Linked DNA regions of Sus scrofa: region 1 is linked to region 2. The links are chromatin contacts, called in public Hi-C maps. All regions are on one chromosome and are shown on one strand. The core of a region is the stretch at or near the end of the contact, and the rest is flanking DNA. Distances in the headings are between cores, read along the strand shown. Region 1 overlaps CDC14A (dual specificity protein phosphatase CDC14A). Region 2 holds the start of LOC106507458 (a long non-coding RNA gene).

Region 1 (7,352 bases), core at 411-2,910, 150 kb after region 2:
AAGAAATGGCAAAAAGACACACACACACACACAAAACCCCACAAAATACCCACTCCCGGAGACCAGAGATGCATTCACATAGCTTAAGTCTTCCATTCAAGAGGCAGTAACACAACTGCGACAGGGAAGCTAGCGATGAGCGCAGTAGGCTGCGGTCCCCCAGCAATGAGCGGGAAAGACCCTGTCCCGCGATGCAAAAGACTAACAGGGGAGAGGAAACGCGGAAGGCGAAGTGGGGCTCCAGATAGACGGCGGGGTCATGAAGTAGGGGCATAGCGGCGGAGGGGGTGGGAAAAGGACCCACAATTTCAGAGCAGGGAGGGACGAGGGAACCAGCAACCCTTGCCTGGGGGCAAAGGTACAGACTTGGAGACGTTCCTGCCAGCCTACCGCCTGCTGCGGTGATTCCCTCCTCCTGGCGTCTGGGGTCGGCGAGCCCGAACTCGGGAAGGTAAGGCCGGAAAAACTGCCTTGTCCAGAAAGCCACTCCCCACCCACCGTCCACATCCAAGCAACCCGTTCTTTAGGAAGGGGTTACTTAAGGGGGCTTGCGTTCCAGTTTTCTGAAACCAAAAATGACTCTCCCCCCCCCAACCCCCTCAAGGCGCCAACTGGTTCTGCTTCCCTTTCAGAAACCCAGGACCCCAGGCCTTCTCCTCGCGCGCACCTTTGCAGTGAACCGCGATGGCCCCCTCGGTGTTCTCGCAGATGTTCAGGAACCTTCGCACGATGTTGTCGCTGGGTGTGCTGCCGTCGATGAAGAAGAGGTCGTAGTGCTCGAAGCCGGCGTCTGTGAAGCGCTTCGCCTCGTAGATCTTTTTGTTCAGCCTCACAACTGCAGTCACGTTATGCTTTTTGAAATAAGGAAAGTAGGCCTCGGGGGCGTGAAGCGGATAACCTAAAGGAGAGAGAGAAGCTGTGAGCCGGAGGGACGCATTTCATCTTAGGAACCCCAACACCCTTCGCAGGGAAGATCCTTCATCTCAACAGAGATCGGGAGCAAAGCGATTTCATGAGTGAGGTGGGCCCAGCAGTCTGAATAACGGAGAGAAACACCTAGGAAGGAAAGAAACCTTCTCCAACTGGAAAAAGCTCTGAATGCTGGGGAGCGCACTCCACCTTAACCGAAGCAGGCCTCTGGAGGCGCTCGGATGTGCACAGTAGGCTCGGAATAACTCTTTGTGCTTTTGGCTCCTCTTGACAAACACCTGTGAACTATGGTGAAAGCCTTTTTGCCAGACCTGCAGTTTTCATCCACAGCGCAACCCCTGCAACAGACTGCTTCCTGAGCACCTGCCATGCACAAGTCACAAGGGCAGATAATTCCCTTTAATTCTCAAAACAACCTATTAAGAAAAAAATTGTAAACCCCATGTAACAGATTACAAAACTACATGAGGTGAAGTTAGCATCTTTTTTTGTAGACCTTTTCTGTTTGGAGAACAGATGCTCAGCCTCCAACCCCCTTCTAAGGTGAGTGGGTTCAGCATCTGGTGAGTGTTCCTGGGAGCAGCAGTCGGCTGGGTTACAAACAGTTGGGCCGCCAACCAAGGTGACCAGTGGGCACTTTGCCTTGCTGGGCAGCCCCAGGGGTTAAGGGGACTAATTTCTCAGCGCACTGATTACACTGGAACTCATCCATGGTACTGGGCTCTAAGCCAGGTAGGCAGCAGCAGCCAGTAAAGTGAACCAGCAGTTTCTGTACTGTGTCCCTGGCTGAATTTTCCACGGCCTCGGATCTTGCCCTTGCTGGTCATTTCCCACCTTCTCTCAGGTCAAGCCAGCTCTCAGCTGCCTCGGCTGGGCTGCATGTATTACACTTCCCCAGCTACCTTTCCCACTGGCTTCCTGTCAGAGGGAAAAGTGAGAGGCCCTGAAGCACAAGCTGAGCAACTAGAGGCCGAGGGAGGGAGAAGGGGGGTCTCCTGTCCTCCTGCCAGCAAGGCTTTAGTGGCAGAAGGGAGGACACTCCCAGCACCAGCCTACAGCCCAGCATCAGGCTCTCCTGCCAAATGCAAGCCCAGCCCCCAGATGCAAGCACCAGCCTTCAGGCTCCCAGCACCCGCCCAGCTCCCTGGGTCTGGGAACCCCACGTTTTCTTTTCTGTCCCCTCAGCCTTAAAGGCAATAGCTATTTCTTCCTTAATATGCTGGATTTTTTGTGGGGTTTCGTTTTTGTTTTTGTTTTTTTCAGTTACCCTTTTACTTTTTAGCCTTCTCTCTGACAAATTCCTTATACTGCATTCCCTCTGTTCGAAATTAAGTAGCTTCCATTTCAGGCTGGATCCTACTGATACACGAGCTCTCTCAGATCCTGTTCATTTTCTAAACCTCATTCTCCAGCCTCCCCTTGAAGGCTGTGAGCTCCCCAATACAATTCCAGTATGCCTTTTGGGTTCCGTTGATGAGAATTGGTTCCGCTGCCTGCAACACAGAGCCCTAACTGGCCAAGGTCACACAATGACTGGAGGCAGAATGAGCAGACTGGCCTAACCGATCCACAGTACAGCTATGCTATTTTCACAAGCCATGCTGCTTTGGAGCAAACAGGTAATATGAAGCTCATTCACGATGTTCTGCACAGAAACAGTGACTTATACACATTTAGAGAAAACATGCCTTTCAACTTGGAAAAATTCAAATCTGTTTTCTTAGTTGGTTTATTTGCTCAAATCATTTTACAGCCTAAAGGGGAAAATAACTGAGGCTGGCATAAGGAAACAGGAGCTTCTCTATCATGGGAGAAATGGAAGGAGAGGACCCATAATACGTGGCACGGGACCTTCTCCTGGTGTGACAGGCTGACAAGTGCTTCTGACCCTGGGTTCCTAGCATACCTGGCACCTCTGTGGCGACTCCCATGAAATGTGCTCACAGTTCATTGGGTGTCTGTCCCCTCCCCTCCTCCACCAAGGCTGTAAGAACTTCTCTTCATATTTGAGTTTCCATCAGCAGTAAATGGCATTACAAATAATACACTCAAATCAACTATCAAGAGAAACCGTGTCTGTCTTTTGAGAAAAGAACCCTGAACAGTTATCCAAATATGGCAGTGGGGCATTGAAATAGTAACAATAACAATAATAATCACTCTAACATTTACCGAAGTGCTTACTTTGTGCCAGGTACTAAGCTTAGTGCTTCATGAATATTATCTCATTCAGCCTTACAATGGCTCAGTCCCTGTTGCCTGCGAAAGGGGACTGGCCCCTGCACACACTGCTGGGAAGAGAGAGAGGCAGCATTTGAACATTGGCAGTCAGATTCCAGGGCTTGTGCTGAGGCTGATTTCAGGTAAAGTCCAACTTGATTCAATTAGTTAGGTCTTCAAAAAATGAGACAGGACTGAACATTTGAGGCTGCACTTCCTAGAGCTGGTTGAGGAAGTTTCTTTAAATCCTCAAAAGGTCCTACTGTATAGCACAGGAAACTATATACAGTCTCCTGGGATAGAACATGGTGGAAAATAATCTTTTTTGAATGTATGTAGGTATATACACATACATATATTTGTATGACAATCACTTTGCTGTATAGCAGAAATTGACACAACATTGTAAATCAACTGTAAATTTAAAAAATCCTCAAAAGCATTTCAAATGAGTTATAACCAAAAAAAAATGACAATAACCTCCGAACAACTATTTGTGGGTGTTTTCGGTGTATCTGGATGCTTTTAAGGGGGGAATGGCTTTGGTAATGCGCACAGAGCTGACGGAGCATGTGTCCAACCCTGTGTCCAATCTGATCCTTACTCCATCTGGCCACTAGATGGTGCCCTGGCATCAGTAAAGCACAGGCAGAGCCCTGGCATTGACCAAAGAGATGCAATTTCAGAGCTAAGAGAGATTGTAAAATTCATCTCTTCCCAGCTTCTCTGTGAAAGTTAAGCAACTGAAGAACAGTAGAGTCAAATGATTATTCCACCCATTTTCCCTTAAAACTGAAAACTGCAAAATAAGCAGGTAAATGTGGACAGCAATAAAATATGTTTATTAGGTCCATAGTGATAAAACTGTAATCAGAACATCTGCTATCTAGTAAGTACCTATTAATGTGCCTGACACTGCAGAAGGCATTTCCTGTAACATCTCTACTCCTCACCAAATGCCTGCAATGTGCATCCTATTTCCCCATTTGACACAAAGAGGAAACTGATGATGAGAGAAGAACATTCAGGAACTCTCAGAAGTTCACACAGCCAGTTTAAGGTGGAGCCAGGAGTCAGTCAGCTCAGGCTCTTCACACCTGGCTGGCTTCTCTCTTTAAATGAGCAGGCTGACACTTCAAATTGTTGGGATTCCCTGTCTCAAGGGTTTTTTTCTCTGTGCTTGCTTGCTTTCCTTAAAAAAATAGAGATGAAGGGCATGTTCCCATCTGAGAATTTGGAGGGGGGGGATTTGAAATCTGAAATATGCTTTGTTCTACTGCTATATTATTCATTTATCAATTCAAACTTGTTTGACCAAAAAAGGGTAGGAGGTAAGGTTCCCCCGCCCCCTTGGCAAAACAATGTGAACAATGATGACTGAAAGAAGCTCCTCCTTGGTCTCTGTTGACACAACACATTACTTAAAACAGTTACAATGCATTCTGCCAGATCCCAAGATTTTAGGGCTTCCATTTGCTACATCCTAGCAACAGCTATTTAAGTGTTAATTCCTTAAAAATCCACCTTCTCTACTAACAAACCCCTAAAATGACTTTCGGTCTCCTCAGGAAACTCAGGATTTCTCAACTCAAAAAGAAAAATGAAAAAAAGAAAAAAAAAAAAAGAATGAGCCAGCATTTCAGGGTAATTGGATCAAGTTTATTAATTCCATCAGAGAATTATTAAGTCCAAAAAGGATTTACAAACTTAAAACCCTTTACCAAAAATACCATGAAGTTTCCAGTGAGTATCAGATCTAAAATGGGGATTCCAGTAAATTATCAATATTTTACCAACAATAGCCTTAAATGAAATTGTTGCAGACAAAAAAACTGGCAAGTATCAGGTAAGCAGCAATTTCAGACCTTTTTTTCTCAATGTGAGAGGGCACCATACATGCAAAGAAAAAAACCATGTATTCAGAGCAAATGATATCTTAACAGTGGCTATTTCTAAGTTATATAATTACAGGTGACTTTTTATATAGATTGCTTAAACTTTCTGTAGTGAAATATACTGCCTCTGTAATAAAATTAAAAATAACAGACTTTAATCAGAGAGATCTGTGTTTGAATCGACACCCTGCCACTTTCCAGCTGTGAGAAGCTGGCCAAGTTAGGTTACCAAGCTTCCATCTTCTCTTCCGTAAAGTAACTACCAGCTGTCCAGAGGGTGGTTCTGATTATTAAATAGATGAGGTGCACAGAAGGCTTAGTACCACTCCTAGCATATAAGCAAACGGTGGCTAATTATTTCCCTATATTGTAATATGGGACCAAAAAGAATTTTTAAGATTTTTGACAATTAAGAATTGACACAAAATACTCATATCTTTTTGTGTAGCGGTTCTACATAGAATTTAGAAGAAACTACGGCTACAAAAAAGATATGTGGAGATGTATGCCAACCACCAGTTTTTAAAAAGTGAAAAACTGTGAACAACTTAGATCTCATTCAAAAAGTGGACTGATTAATGAAATTATGGCACAGTCACTGAATACAGTCATGGAAAATTATAATGAAGATCTACATTTACCGCCATGGAAAGAAGTCTATGATGTGTTAAGTGAAAAAAAAAAGCTGCCAGTAATTATGTTTTGACTCCAGGCTGGTTAAAAGAAAGAAAGAAAGAAATGAATATTTTCATGTACTCTCTGAGAGAGAAAAAATTATGCAAATAAAAAATGCAGAGAAGCAGACGGAAAGAAAATTAAAATCCCCCATCATCCCCACCAACTATTAAACCTAGAAAACATTGGATAGAATTATCGGTCCCTTCGATGCTGTTTTTATTACTTCATCTGCATTTTCTTCTTTAAAAACAAATTATCTCTATAAAAATACATTTTTTAAATTATAGCTCTCATCTTCTCTTTAAGAAAATTTCATACAAGTAAATCCTAAATAGCCAAATTCTTTCAACTTTACCAAATGAACACCCAACAACAAAGCTACTACTGAGACTATACTCTGACTAAGGTTTTCTGGGTCTGAGTCAGATCATTTTGCACAGAAGGCTAAAAGGAGGTTTAATCAACCCAGTCTTGAAAGACCAGCTGTGGAAAGCAGTTTCCTCAGTCACCTAAGTTACTCTCAACAACCCAACACAACAGAGCTTAATCAATCAATGTCTGGAGCGAAAAAGATTCATGAGCAAACTTGTGAATAAGAGGATCTAATTCTGACTTTAGCACAGAGACCTCCTACTTGTTAGGACAACTCTGTAGACCTGGATTACCCATCCTCAGGAAAAGGTCATATGTCATGGGTATGAAATGATAAGCATCCACTTGGAAACTCAAATCAATGATCAAATCTAAATGCATGAATAACCATATACAACGAAACTAGATTTTAGAATAAATACCTATGATGATGATGAAAGAAGAACACATCTAGACTAGAAGTTTCAAACTATGTCCCCTCGGAAAACTAGTGTTCCAGCTCTATGGCCAGATAGAGCTATTATGTTCACAAGTGGTATTTTTTTTAATGTCATGCACTTCTTCCATAAAGTATGTTTAAACCTTTGGTGCCTAACATTCTTCTAGGAAATGTTAGGTGGAAAAAATAAATAAGCAAAATATAGATATTAATGAGAAAACTCACATAGCCGATTGTATTTCATTCCAGTGGATTTTCGCTTTGCTTTTTTCCCCCCTGAATATGTATGTATGCTCCTAGCTATCCATATACTGTAAGTAAGCAATTTAATTACTGTCAGCTGAAAAATTGTTCCTAGTTGCTATGATGGAACCAAACAGATCAGTATAGTGGAAATGCTTAGGAACCCTGCTCTGGGTGGGGCATCTTCTGGTTTCCTCCTGTCAAATGGAGATAACAATAGCACCACGCCTCCTAGAGTTGTGAGTGCACTGAAGGAGATGATGCTGTGATCAGCTGGTAACCAGCACACAATGAGGACTGAATGAACGACACCTGCTGTCACCGTCGTCGTCGTCATCATTCAACATGATGTTCCCCAAAGAGCAGGACCTTGGTGTGTATGTAGCACTCCTCCACCACCCAAAAGATGAGGACCACTGACAGAATTCAGCCATCTACTTATCGTTTTGACTAGTCCGTTTCTCAGATTCTTCTCTGTTAATGGGGTCAGGCAAAGTGAACACCCTCGTTAACGGCAACCTAAAATTTTGCTAGTTTTAATACACTGATTATCGTTCCACTTACTAAACTCTAAT
Region 2 (7,289 bases), core at 3,920-6,419:
CTCTCCTGTCCCTTTAAATGCTTCTTCTCCACAATGGCTCCTTCCCACCCACGTAGCCTGCTGAACACAGCAAGGGACCCAGTGGGCAATGATTAACAACATAGACTCGGGGCAGGGAACCAGGGACAATTCCTGACTTCACCCTTTATAGCCACGTGGCCGTAAAAGGGAGATCACACGAATATCTCCCTTTATGGGGATTAAATTAATGAATATGTGTAAAGCATTCAGAACAGTGCCCGGCCCATAGCAAGTCTTATGGAAGCATTTGCTTAATGATTCAACCTTTTAAAACACGTCTCTCCTTTGAGGCACAAACCAAACATGCAAACGGTATGCTGTTCCCAGTTTCCACTTTCCCTTCCAGTCACCACCCTGAGCAGCCATGCAGCCATGCGTGTGGGGCTTTGCGACACTTCCCATCTTCGCGTTCTCAACTTACTGCAGATGGAATTCACGAAATCTATTCTCACCGAGGGCGATATTCACAGCTTCCGAGTGGAATCCGAGAGCTGCTTTTCAGCGTTTATTGATTCGTCGCTAGTGTTTGAGGTCACCAATCGTCACCCCCCTTGAAAGGCTCCCTTCTGGCTCTAGGACACCATCAACCTCTTCTGTTTCTCCTCCTAACCATCCAGCCACTCTGCCTTGGCCCTTTTCCCTTCCCTTTCTTTGGTGCAGTCCCTTACACGTGATGTCCTCAAGGTTCTGCTCCAGGCTCCCTGGTGACCGCAGGCGCTAGCAAAGCTTTGGTTATCATGGCTATGCGGGTAATTTTCAACTCTCAATCTTCCTTCCAGATCTGGGCTGAGACATGGAGAGCCAGCTGCCTCCCGGAGATCATCACTTGGATAAGGAGCTTAAACTAGTAAGTTCAAGTGTGTAAGTTCGTGTCCTCCCAGACCTTCCGGACTCTCTGGGGTGCCTGTTTTAGAGAACGGCGCCAGAGCCCACCCTGTCCTCAAGCCCAGATCCCAGACTTAACTTCTTGGATGCTCTCCCGCTCTAATCTGGTGAATCATCTGCTGCTCTAAAATCTTCGAAGTCCCGACTGTTGCTCCCTCCATGGAATTTCTCTTAATTTCTAACCTGCGTGAATGCACGTGCCTCCCTTGCCTCGTCCCTCCTCCCTGAAGCCAGAGCGATCTTTCTAAAACACTGATCCAATACTCTGTCCCCCTGGCTGAAAGCATGCCAATGGCAATCTGTTGCTCTTCACCCAGCCACCAGGAAGTCACCTGCAGGTCACTTGCACCTGCCACAGAGTTGATTTTTAAAAATCCAGGAATTTTGCAGGCCAGTTATTAAACTGGGGGCAGCTGAAATCCGCCAGGATGGAAACAGTCATGTTATAGAAACTGGTCAACCCCCTCCCCCGCCAGAGCTGGTTTACCAGCTCCCTTCACCTACCAGCCTCATCCCTTAAAACTGCCAAGCTGCAGCTCTGCTCCCCAACCACCCCGAGCTCCTGCCAATTCCCTCTCACTTCTGCACCCCTGTAGCACCACTGCCTCAGAGGGAACCCCCTCCTCTTCTACAGGCTCTCTCCTCCTCATTCTGTTTGTAGGTCTTACACAAGTGTTCACCTCCTCAAGGGGACCTTTCTTGATGTTCTGCCCTCAGATTGACTGATGTATCCTTTCTATGTGTTCCCACAGCACCCTGTCCTTCATAAGCCTGTGTCTACCTCTCGGACTTCACATCAAAAGAGGGCTTGCTATTTGCCACACAATGAAAAAAAAAAAAAGTTGAAATGCACGATCTCATTTAACCCTCGTGATAACCAATCACATGAGATGTGTACTATCTTTGATGAAGAAATTCTTAGAGCAGTTCCCTAAGCTCCATGAGATTAGAGACTGCCTTGTTCTGCTGGTGCTTCAACTTGATGGGTGTGCAACACAAGCAGATACTGAATAAATTCATTCTAAACCGCTAAAACAACAGCTGACAAAATTCTATATTATGATGTTTATAGCTTTTTGTCCCCACATCTTACTAAGAGTCATGCATTCGCTAGAAACTTTCAAATAATGCTTCCGGAAAAGCTTACCCAGGACCCTCCATAACGAGCTGGTACAAGACTCCTTTTTCAGGCAGCAGCAACCAAGAGAGCACCCTGAATTGCTGTTCATTGGACCCCAACCCCACACTACCAAGTTTCCATCTACCTGTCAAGCCTCAGGGTCTGTGCCTTCTCCCTTAAAAGCACTGGCTTCCAGATGGTAAGGTGCTCAGGTGCTTTGTACTATTTCAGTGTTTTGCTTTTAAGTTGTGATTGCTCCACGACCACTGCTATGATTCAACTGACTTTTCTCATAGTTTCCAAACAGCAGCCAAGGAGCTGGGTTTTGAACTTGAAGCAGAGACAAAGCTTATGAACCTGGGTGCTCCCAGGTTGATTAGGGCACAGCTTCCAAAGACTTCTACCCAGGAGCAAACAGCGTCCCCCAGCGAAACACTATTCATTTGAGACGGAAACTGTTCCCATGTGACTTTACCTCTTGGACCACTCTGGCATCCAGGAGGAGTCTCTGCAGCATCCTAGCGGGACCTCACCTACCAATGGCCTCTGCAGTGCTCTCAGTCACCCCACTAGGTATTGGTTCCTTAACTGGATTCAAAATTCCTAAATGCAAGAGAGCGTCTCTTCCTTGGAATGGAAACATGTGCTTCCTGTAAGTAGAGAAATGGTTTATTTGAACCATGAAGAAAAATCACCCAAATCAAGCTTAAGGACTTCTCAAAAAGTCAAGTGATTAAAAATTGTTTCTTTTTTTGTGTGTGTGTGTGATGCCTAAAGCTAAAATTTTATTGATGACTCCTGAAGATTAACTATCAGAATCAGAGAAACACTCAAGAGAGGTTGCTCTATTTGAAGAAAACTGAAGTAAAACAATTCTATGAGCAAGGTTCAAGCTCCCTCTTCTCTAATCTCCTTTGGCAAAATATTTGCTAACACAGTAAAGCAGACGGAAATAAACTTTGTTATGAGAGTTTCATAAAAGGAGCTACTTACCCGGTTCAGGTTTCTATACTTCACCGTACTTTAAAGGGGATCCTTTAAATCCAAGACAGTAAGAAATGACGAAAAATATTGTTGACAATAAATGAACCCATACTCTGTACTGTGTATTACATGCACCACACACAGTGGTTGGTATCATTACTATTGATTCCAATATGTATAGAAAAGCTATTTTGAGCCAAAATTTCCTTTTATGCTGCTGACTTTTCTAAAATTTGGGCCACAAACTATATTCACAGAGAGTTCCTGGATACAGCCATCATGATATCATCATTCTATCACCAAGGTAGAGTTGGTGTCTTGAGTAGAAGCTTAAATTTGGAGGTCTCCAAATCTAAACGTCTGACAAGGCTCCTTTTCCTCCTAAGTTGTTTAAAATTGAGTAGATTATACACACAGTAAACTGCTTAAATCTTAAGTACCCAGCTTAATTATTTTTGTATACCTACACATCCATGGAACTATCATGGAGACAAGACGTAAACTATTTCCAGCCTTCTAGAAGCCTTCCTGGTGCCCATTTGCAGTCCCCCTTCTTCTATCACTATTCACTATTAATAAGATAATCACTATTCTTCTATCACCGTGAGTTAGTTTTAACTATCTGTAAACTTTGTATAAAATGGAATCATAATTATATTCTTTTGTGCCTATTTCCTTTTCTGCCCCCCTTTTTTCTATTTACAGCCTCACCTGAGGCATATGGAAGTTCCCAGGCTAGGGCTCGAATCAGAGCTTCAGCTGCCGGCCTACGCCACAGCCACAGCAAAGCAGGATCTGAGCCCCATCTGTGACCTACGCCAAAGCTTGCAGCAACACCAGATCCTTAACCCCCTGAGCGGAGCCGGGGATTGAACCTGCATCCTCATGGAGATGTGTTGGGTTCTTAACCCACTGAACCACAACAGGAACTCCCCTGTCTTCTTTCACTCAACATGATTTCTGTGAGTTTCATCCATGTTGCTCCCTGTGACAACAGCTGGCTCTTTTCCAGTGTTTTGTAATATTCTATTGTTGATGGACATTGGAGTTTGTTAAAATCTTTGGTTATTATGAATAAAGCTACTGTGAACATTCTTGTATATCTTTGAGGTGGACCTGTTTCTCCTGGGTACGTATCTAGAAGCGGAGGGTAGAGGTGGCTATGTTTGGAATATTTATCTTCAGCTAATTGAAAAAAGTGGTGGTGGGGAGAGAAAAATTACCTCCTACTGGTATCTATTTGTGTTACCTGACCTTCTTAGAGAGTATTTTATAGTTTCAGTTGACCAAATGAAATAGATGTGCTTCGAGATAAAATCTCAAGGAGCAGCTGGGTAAAGTCAGAGAGCACTTGAACTGCGTAACTAATCCATTGTATATGGGCCACGTGAGATTTACTTGTGTGTTTTATTTGAGCCTCTCAAGAAAAGCCAAAGTTCCCAATTTTCTTGTCATTCAAAATTGGAGGGAAGATGAGAGGCTCTAATTAGATTCAACTATAAGTGCAACAATGCAACACAAAGCTACCTCTGGACCCCAAGTCATCGCTGAGGAATTAAACAATGCTCTCATCCAGCTGAATTTTTTCCACTGGTCACTGTGGAGTTTGGAACTTCCACTTGGAAGTCATCAGTGAGAATAAAAATATTTTTATTTATTATTCTACCCACAGCACCCACCTTCAAATAAAATGTCCCCTCTTTCAGGGTTTTTCCTAGGTTTGAGTTAATTCTTTGTGTGGGGACTAAATCGGGTGCCAAGTACAAGTTAATAATTATGTAATGCTTATCCTCTGGGGAAGCTGAAGTCTGATCAACTTCCTCCACATTGTAGAACTGTTTCTTCTTTCCCTTGAATGTTTCCTTGCCCACCCCTACGCTCCCCCCTGAAACCCGGCACACAAATGAGTTGCCTTTACCTTTTCTCTCCTAGTCTCCATTTGCACATCGCTTTATTCTCTGTAAACCCCCCTTGATAATGCGGCTCTCCCACTGTCTCTTCTCATATCCCATTGGCGTTAGATCAACTGTGCAAAGGTTATCTTGAGGTTTTGTCTAGACTTTTAAAAAAAGCATCCTGGGAATAGTTCCAGGCTTTTTGATTAACTGGGTAGTTCTGGAAAGTAAGTCTGCTTTTGCCATTTCTCACTTGAATTACGGTATTCAACAGTGGCCCTCTGCTTCAGGGTGTGCTGATGAGCGTTTCTGCTAATACAGGATGTGACAGCTTGGATTCTCATGAAAGCGTTCATTCTGAGGTCATTTCATCTTCATATATAATCTTTATTTAGATTTCTTCATAAATGAGAGAGGCGATGTTTGGCCTTTTCTGAAAATTTCTACCAAGTCCTTATCATAGAGATGTTTTGGGCCCGTGAATCTTTTCCTTCTCATCGTCTTAACTTCTTTTGGTTCAATTTAACCTTGTTTCAAAGGAACTTGGATCAGAGCAGACTCTTTTATACGCCATGTAGGCAACTACTTTTCATGATTATCCAATTTGTTCCTACGTTGAAATCGACACGTACCATTCAGAGAATTATGGTGACTCGGATTCTATTCAAAGTGATCAGTAGCGTGTGGCGACATGGGTGATATCAACCAACTGAGAATCGTCTACATATTCAGCTGCAGCTTCAATTCAGCCCCTGGCCTGGGAACTTCCACATGCCACCTGTGCGGCCGTAGAAGGAAAAAGAAAAAAAAAGCAGGAAATAATTTGCAAATTGGGCACTAAATGTATTTTTTAAGTCAAAGAGAAATAAAGGCAGTCACAATAGGGAGAACAAAAGAATAGTCACATATTGATCACAAAACCAAATCAGCACTACCCTCATGATGTGGGGCCAGGAGTTGCCTCTTGCTAAAGGAAAAGCAGGGGAGGAATAAACATGCATTGAGTGCTACATGACAAACACTTTGCAAACATTTTATGTGAGTTAAATGAAAGTCATGATCACAGGAGGGTGTGAGACAACTCTTCATAACAACAAGAATGGGGAATTCCTAAACCTACGGCGTTATGGATTTTTCAGATTCTTGTCCAGCCTGAAGGAAATTTCCTTAGGGATGACTGGAAGGGGTTGAGCAGCTGAGTTGCAAAGACTTCCCTGTCTTGCATAATTATGGGTGCACCTCAAAGGTGTATTTTCTCAATTGCTGCTTCCTGCTCTCTTAGCTTTGTTCTATCTCTGTCTTATTAAGTATTTAAAGCAGCTTGTTAATAACTTGCTTGTCTGTTTCTGTTGCTATTAGCTGCTACCCTAGGGATGGAACGTCTCCTGGGTTAGCTCAGTTCTTATGTTGGCTCTTATCCTGCTTGGGCTGCTTGCCCTTCCCACTTTTTTGGAATCTCCTGGCGACTTCCCCGGTTGGCTTCTGATTCTACACCTGCCAACTCTTGCTGACTCCTCACTCCTGGTCAGTGCTGGACTTGATCCACCTCAAACTGGTACCGCCTTGTTTGGCTTCCCATGCTTGTACAACTGCACTCTAGGTCTGATACATAAGACTGACAAAGGCACACATGGTTGTCCATATCTGTGGACCTTGGTGCAGTTAAAATAGATACATCTCATTGACCAAAAGTTATGACCAGGCTGATTCTGGAAATTATTCTTTCCATTGGCCTGCAGATCTAGGCTTAAAAATAAAATCAGAGTATTCCAAATGGTTGATCTCCAGCAAAAAGTTGCAGGAGAATCCAAATCTGCTTATCTATTTTCTTAAGGAAAAGCATCTAATGGTTTGATAACGCGGTAATGAACTGCATGTCAAAGTCATATTCTGCTGCCAGATAAGTTTTAGAAGATATACCACAATTGGAAATCTCTGACTTTCTGACTATAGAATAGAGTCTAGAGCTAAGTTGATTTCAAAAAAATTAATATTTAAAGAAAATAATCTTTTGTAAAAGGCTTGGCAATTCCTAGATGAGAGGGAAAGTGATCACAAGCTAATTAAATGGAGTTTATCTCCCAAAGGGCTGTCGCCAATTCTTTCCCTCCTTCTCCACGCATACAACGCCTTTGCCGAAAGGTGGAGTCGATTCCTTCACCACCTGGAATCTGGGATGTCCCCTGACGACTTCAACCAACAGAATATTGCGGAAATGACATTGCGTTAGTTTTGAGTTTGGGCTTTGTGAAGAGTGGACATTTCCACGTCCTGCTGCTTGGTGCTCCGAGCTGCCGTGTCAGAAGTCCAAGATACTTTGCTAGACAGAAAGGCCACAGAGCACAGAGATGCCAGACATGCGATGAAGAAGCCGTACTGGACCA

What was found. Hi-C and Micro-C count contacts between places; a contact is called where the count stands out from the background.
Region 1: a Hi-C map of liver shows a contact between it and region 2, with 7 times the contacts expected there. A contact is called at or near these places in 3 of 47 Hi-C or Micro-C datasets (epiblast stem cells and liver) and 1 of 2 datasets of targeted methods (alveolar macrophages).

The regions. Positions count from the first base shown.
Region 1 is chr4:117,700,306-117,707,657 of Sscrofa11.1, forward strand. It overlaps CDC14A (dual specificity protein phosphatase CDC14A), which reads right to left. Exons shown (of 16, transcript XR_002343573.1): 9 at 668-898. Among named protein-coding and RNA genes, the nearest start is that of GPR88, 80 kb to the left of the region's middle.
Region 2 is chr4:117,551,467-117,558,755 of Sscrofa11.1, forward strand. LOC106507458 (a long non-coding RNA gene) reads right to left here and starts at 66. Exons shown (of 4, transcript XR_002343571.1): 1 at 1-66.